2 separate regions of the Mus musculus genome follow, and region 1 is linked to region 2. Evidence: chromatin contacts called from public Micro-C data. All regions are on one chromosome and are shown on one strand. Each heading gives the region's core, a stretch centred on a gene start, on an enhancer-like site or on the middle of the called end of the contact. The rest is flanking DNA. Distances are from core to core; before and after follow the strand shown. Region 1 has its middle 37 kb from the start of Usp1. Region 2 holds the start of Kank4 (KN motif and ankyrin repeat domains 4).

Region 1 (3,455 bases), core at 355-2,854, 70 kb after region 2:
CGTGAGTTCCAGGACAGCTAGGGGAACACAAGGAAACCCTGTCTCGAAAAACAAAACAAAAAAAGAAAAAAAGAAAAGAGAAGAGGAGAGAGAAGAGAGGAGGGAGAGGGAGAGGGAGAGGGAGAGGGAGAGGGAGAGGGAGAGGGAGAGGGAGAGGGAGAGGGAGAGGGAGAGGGAGAGGGAGAGGGAGAGGGAGAGGGAGAGGGAGAGGGAGAGGGAGAGGGAGAGGGAGAGGGAGAGGGAGAGGGAGAGGGAGAGGGAGAAGAGGAGAGGAGAGGAGAGGAGAAGAGAAAAAAAAGGTCAGCTTAGGAACTTTGGGAAGGTCCTGAAACACTTGCCCCTCCCAGGTTAAAGAGTGCACTGTTTCACCAATCACATTGTGCCTAGTTGCTGATGCGCTATTCTGCCCCTGGAAACCATATAAAAACTTGCCAAATGGGTGCTGGGGGTCACTGCCTCTCCTTTGGGTCTGGGAAGACCCCAGTGCACTGGGACAATAAATTCCTCTTGCTTTTTGCATCAATCCTGGCTCCACGTGGTTTACTCAGGGGGTCCCCAGGGAGCTCAGGCTCCCCAGAGTCTTACAGTTTCAATTATAATATGACATAGTGAAGTTTTTTTTCCTGATCTTGTTGAATTGGTGTGCTAAATGTCTCCTATGTTTGAATGGGCATTTTTTTCTCCCATAGATGGGACTTTTTAAAACAAAAATTATTATTTATTTTATGTATATGAGTGCATTGTAGCCTTCTTCAGACACACCAGGGCATCCCATTACAGATGGTTGTGAGCCACCATGTGGTTGCTGGAATTGAACTCAGGACCTCTGGAAGAGCAGTCAGTGAGGCTGAGACAGGGAGACCCCAAACTCCCTATCCTAGGTTCTTTGGGAAACCCCATCAGATAGAAGAAAAAATGAAGTAGAAAAAAACAAAAACAAAAACCCAAAGCTGGTCCACTAATCTGACGTTCCATATCTTGAGGAATACAAGGGAAGGAAGGACAGAGCTTTGCAGCAGTTCGTGGTCTCTCTTGTGTGATGGCGCCACCCACCTGGGAGGTTTTTCAAAGAGACGTGCTGTGCAGGGTTTAGGCACATGTGCAAAACTGGTGCCTGTGTGGCCCACTCCAGACTACAGCTCAGTCCAGATTTTTGTCTCACTGAATGCTGAGGGGTCTGGCTCAGTTTCCCCCAATTATCTACAGGTTTTCTGCAGACCAGATTTCAGTGTACCATCATGCAGACAAAAAGAAAAGACCTTTTGCTTTTTCTGGTTTCAAAGCAACTGGCTCTGCAGGTATCTTTTTAAAGTGGCTTCTTGGCCTTGGTCAGAAAGAGAAGGTTTTCCCTAGGCTCTGTCCCCTCTGTCACCTATGTGGCTTTTCTCTGCTACTCTCTTCTGTTTCTGGGTATATAACCCATACTGGCCTGGAATTGGCCATGTAGTCAAGGGTGACCTCCAACTTCTGATCCCCCTCCTTCTATCTGGTGAAATTAGAGCATGCACCCCCAGCTCAGTTAAGGAGTTTAGGATTGAAACCCAGGTTTTTGTGGATGCTAGGCAAACACGCTACCAACTGAGCGACAACCTCTCTCTCTTTAAGCCGCGAACAGACTCCATCTCACTGGGAGAAGAGAATGCACTCCCCAGGTAGGGCTCTGGAATGGCGTTTGGACTATCCTTTAGCTTTTAATTTTACGTTGTTGCTGAAACTAGTGTCTTCTGCCATATCTACCTCGGAGCTTAGCTGCAGTCCCCTGTCTTCAGTTTCCTCTCTGGCATTTTTATCCTTTGATATTTTCAGGTCACTCTTCCCATGGCTGAGGACCAGTCAGTGCTATGATATGAGCGCCACCTACTGTTCATGGGCACAAAATATATTTCATGGCCCTGCTGCAGTCCTCTTGAATTGTTTCATCGCATTCTTTGTTGAAGACATCCTTCCCCTGAATTAAACTTATTTTTTACCTTAATTTTCTTCAGCCGGGCGTTGTGGCACACGCCCTTAATCCCAGCACTCGGGAAGCAGAGGCAGGCGGATTTCTGAGTTCGAGGCCAGCCTGGTCTACAAAGTGAGTTCCAGGACAGCCAGGGCTATACAGAGAAACCCTGTCTCAAAAAACCAAAACCAAAACAACAACAACAAAATTTTTTTCTTCAATTTCCAGGTGGCCTTTAAATACCCAATTAATTTATCAAATACTTCTGTATATTCTCTTTTCTTAACTCAGAAGCCCTGATTATTTTAGTTACTCAAGTCTAACTATTTAAATTATTAATGTAAAAGGTTTTACATATTTAAAGAGCCTGTGATCTAGAATACTTAAAAAGAAATGGATTCAAACTTTATTGATTATTTGTGCCAGGCACCAAATATCATGGAAACATTTTTAAAAAACTCAGTATAGAGCAAACAATATAATAATAAAATAAAATATAAGTGTCTTACATGTAGGAAAATTGGAGGGGGGGTCCTCTGTGAGGTCCTGAAGGTGACTTGAGCTCCAGAGTCAGAATAGGGAAGAGCCTAATCATTTTAGTGTGCATGCTGCCGCCGCATACACAAGGACAAATCACACAGGGTTCTTTTCCTAAACAAGCCTACAGCCTTGTACAGTGAGTGGATAGACAGGCAAAATTTTTTATTCCTATCTTTCTCTATCTAAATCCGGGGCTGGGGGGCGGAATGAGTGAATTTTCAGCGGAGCTGCAAACATTCAGGGACCCCAAAAGTCAAGGATGTAAGAGAGTAAACAGTCGGGGAGATGAACTGAGAGAAGTTGGAGGACAGTGGGGGGTGGGGGGGGGGTAAGCTGAAGACACCCGCCCATCCAGGGAAGCGGAGGACGGGGCACATCCCTCCTGTAGTAAATGCCAGTGTGAATAGAAGTGACAACACCACAGGGAATAAGAACTGGGTCAGTCCCAGGGCAATGGCATGGTGTGGGGAGCTCTCCCTACCAGTAAGAGGAAGTGTGAACTACAAAAGGTGGGACCCGCGGTTTAAGACAGAGAGGTTCACCAGGCAGTGGTGGCGCATGCCTTTAATCCCAGCACTTGGGAGGTAGAGGCAGGCGGATTTCTGAGTTCAAGGCCAGCCTGGTCTACAGAGTGAGTTCCATGACAGCCAGGGCTACATAGAGAAACCCTGTCTCTTTTGGAAAAAAACAGAAAGGTAAGGGTTTGGGGGGCAGTCAGGCAGACCAAAGGGGACAGGAGAGAGACTGGAAAAGCCCTGCTTCTGGGTACTTGCAAGCCCTGGGCACTATTTTTGAAAGATCTCTACTAACTTGGCAGCTTAGGGAGCCTATTGCATGAACTACACTGGTGACCCAAGCTTATAAAGAACTGCACAAGAGTGTGGCAGGTATCTGAGGTATGGGAAGAAATATCAAGTCCACACTGGACTGAGTAAGTGCTCTGGACTACATTGATACCCCCCAGTTCATTCAT
Region 2 (3,380 bases), core at 601-3,100:
CCCTCCCCACCCTACATCCTCTTTCCCCGCAACATGGATCCAACTGCACAGGACTGGATGAGCCACCACTTCCAACGCTATTTCCTTGAATGCTGAGCAAAGGTTTTTGCAAGCTTCGAGTTGGATGTGACAGCAGGAAACAGCATGGGGAAAGAACCATTGCTCTGAACCCTTAACAAAGGTGTAGGTAGAAAGCTCCCATCATGTTGTTTTTCTCTGTGCATTTGGCCTAGACAGGGGCCTCTAATAGGCCAACATCATGACTGAGAAAGGAAGACACACACTGATTAGCCCAGTCAGTGGAATGCAGAGCTAAGGGCCATGCCTATAGGGCTTTTGGTTCTCCTCTGCAAACAAAGGCTTTCAGTTCCTGCACAGGACTTGCTGCTGGGCAGGGTCCTCTCATAGGCTGCTTCCATCTGAAAGTCAATCCACCATCTAACCAGTTAGCTTTCAGCCTTCATTCTGACGCTCAGCCCATCCCCAGTTCTCAGGGAACCCAAGTTTAGAATCAGAGAACGCAGCAGAATTCTACACCAGAGTGATGTGATTCACTCCGTCTTGGTCATTGGACAGCAAGCTTCCTGAAGCCAGTGCACGGTTCTGTTTACCTTTGTATCTGAAAACCTTGCCTGATATCTGGTTCTGAACTTTTTTTGTGTGTGCTTTTTCTCTGGCTTTTACATCATTCCTACAACACACTGTCCCTGAGACACATCACGCCTCCTTGAGGTAGGAGGCTGGACTTTAAGGGCAATGCCAAAGTGGACCCCACTTCTGCTTCCTTGGGAAGCAACATGCTTTTCTGTGCCCTGTCTTGAGAAGCTAAGGAGCCCAATTTGGTTTACTCAGGTAGGTCCTCCGGGATTGCACTTTAAACTAGAGATGCCTTCTCTCTTGGCTGTAACCCCATCACTGGCTGCAGGTGATTCTCCCCTGGTCCTGTTTGCATAAGACTTTGCACAAGCCTCAGAGGACATCCTTGAAATGGAATAGCCTCTTTCTCCTGGAAAATGCCCACCCTGGTCTTACAAGTCTGTATCCCAGGATGCTTGGGAAGTAGTAGTCTGGTTTTCTGCAGCCCAGGGTAGCACGATGAGAGTAGGTTCCAGCCAAGCGTAGAATGCATGGACTTTTCAGCTCCTGTCTGTAACTGGTCAGTCTGCAGCGACAAAGTTCTGGGGTCAAAGATTTGACCTTAAAGAAGATGGGGAGGGGAGGAGAGCTAACCAAGAGGCACATGGGCTTGGCAAAGTATCCTCAGCCAGCGCCTAGCACACAGATGCAGGGCAGCCCTCCTCCCTCTGCCCAAGGTCGCATCCCATCATAGCTCTAGAAACTTCACCTAGGAGGAGGGAGGTGCGGGCTGGGGAACAGGCGCGATGTTTTGCAAAATGAAAGAGACTCGGCGATATTTAAGGTAGTCCTGTAAGCCAGCCGGGAGGCGCCCCCAGTCCCGTAAGCTGCATCCAGGACCGCAGCGTCCGTCTGAGGACAGCTGCGAGGGTCTGCACCACCTGAGTCTCAAGGACGACGAGATCCCCCTTCTACGGTCTCCCTAGTACCCAGAGCTGGAAAGCAAGAGCGGGTACCCTCCTTCCCCGACCCTCCGGACTCCCGGCTCAGGCTGCCGCAGCCTCTGCAGGGACGCGGCGCTAGCAGGGGTCGCGGAGCGCAGCGGGCGCAGCCTGGGTCGCGCGGGGCGTGTGTCCGGGGCGAGAGGACGCCAGACCACTTACCTTGGGGAACCGCGGGGTTCTGGCAGGAAGCGACCGCTGTGCAGGAGCAACGCGAGCTCCCACCCGGCTTCGGGGTGCACGCAGCTGCAGCTGCACGGTCTTCAGTGGCACGATCCTCCTTCCTCTGCACCGTCCGCGTCCGGCACGCACCGCGCGCCGCCGCACCCTGCTGTCCCGGGCGCGCACACCCTCCGGGCGCCCTCAGGTCGCCGGGCTGGGCCTGGAGCCGGGACGCACTAGCTGTGGGCACACCTACCGCGCCAGCTGCGGGACTGGGAGCGCAGGAGCCGGATCCTCGCCGCCGCCACCCGAGTCCCCGCCTTCCTGACGCGGCGCGGGCTTTGGTGTATAGGAAGGGGCAGAATTGCGACACCGAGGGGAGGGTCTTAGCCTTGGACAGAGTTAAGAAGAAAAACTTTTGGAAAAGAAACCAGAAAAGTCTCAGCCTGTGTAAGGCGCTTTCCAGATTTCCCCAGGGCTCCCCCGTGCGTTTTTCTAAGTTTGTCTAGACTCTGGAGTCTAGACGTTTCCGTCCCCACCATGGTGGAGAAACAGTATCAGACAGGGTAAGGGTAATAACTGCCCAAATCAGAACACGAACCAAGGCCTGACAACTGAGATCCTGTGAGCAGTGGGGTCCTAGCCCCAGTGTGGGGGTGTGAGAGTCGTTCACAACAGGACTTAGATGTCTCCTAAGCCATTTCCCTTCCAATTTCCTTCCAAATCCATGTTTCAGCTCCACATAAAAATCCGTCTTCTCTTCATACACCCATCTCCACAGCAGCTTTGTACCAATTAAAAGTTACTAAGCTTGAATGGACAGATAGCTAAGGACCACTTGGGCCAACACCTGGAAAGAGAAGTGGAGTGGTTTCTCCTAACCCCTCACAGAGAGGACCAACAGAAGGGGGAGGGAAGGAGATGGCAGCTGGCAGGTATCCAGAGTCCAGCTGTGACCTCCCCTGGCCCACCTTCCTAGAATCCATGCCCAGAAAGCAGCCCAAGGAGTTTTATTTTTGACATCGTGACCCAGATGGGACAGATAATTTGAATCAAGAGACATTTAATTTCCGTTTCGACAGAAACATAGTTATTAGGATGACTTCATTTCCACGAAGCTTTCATGATAGCAGTAACAAATGGGAATGATGGCCTCAGTGCTGGAGCCCAAATAGGAGTTGGGGGAGGGTCTGTGGCCCAAGGGAGAGCAGCCTCAGACTCTGCCTACTAAGGCCTGCTGGGTTATCCTCATCCGGTGAAAGGAAGGAATATGACAGGAGCGGCTCATTTTCCCAGAGAAGCCAGAAACCCAGACATTTAAGTGAGGTCTCTATTTTTTCCGACACCTCATTTTTAAAATGCCGCTCTTGCAGAGGACCCAGGTTTGATTCCCAGCGTTGGAATGATGGCTCACAACTGGTCACTTTAGTTTCAGCGTACCATACTCGTACTCTTCTGGCCTCCTGGTGCATTAGGCATGTATGTTCCTGGAGCACATACATAAACATACAATGCAGGTAAAATATTCAGACATATAAAATGAAAAGGAATGAATCTTACTTTAAAATGCTAAGCCCTAGCCAGGCAGTGGTGGCACATGTCTTTAATCCCAGCACTTGAGAAACAGAGGTAGGTGAATTT

Evidence for each region. Hi-C and Micro-C count contacts between places; a contact is called where the count stands out from the background.
Region 1: a contact with region 2 is called in a Micro-C map of embryonic stem cells, with 1.6 times the contacts expected there. The contact joins the enhancer-like site here to the promoter of Kank4 in region 2. A contact is called at or near these places in 8 of 39 promoter capture datasets (the HPC-7 cell line, cranial neural crest, embryonic stem cells and 4 more), 1 of 15 datasets of contacts at CTCF or cohesin (embryonic stem cells), 17 of 484 Hi-C or Micro-C datasets (cumulus cells, embryonic fibroblasts, embryonic stem cells and 3 more), 8 of 115 datasets of contacts at active chromatin or transcription factors (craniofacial prominence, double positive thymocytes, embryonic stem cells and 1 more) and 3 of 9 other capture datasets (adipose tissue, liver and pancreatic islet).

The regions. Positions count from the first base shown.
Region 1 is chr4:98,885,502-98,888,956 of GRCm38.p6, forward strand. No RefSeq gene overlaps it. Among named protein-coding and RNA genes, the nearest start is that of Usp1, 37 kb to the right of the region's middle. Within about 2 kb of position 1,605, at least 3 of the 459 cell types and tissues checked have an H3K27ac peak or open chromatin away from gene starts, as enhancers often do.
Region 2 is chr4:98,815,687-98,819,066 of GRCm38.p6, forward strand. Kank4 (KN motif and ankyrin repeat domains 4) reads right to left here and starts at 1,851. Exons shown (of 10, transcript NM_172872.3): 1 at 1,740-1,851. It overlaps I0C0044D17Rik (RIKEN cDNA I0C0044D17 gene), which reads right to left. Exons shown (of 3, transcript NR_151512.1): 3 at 2,789-3,380.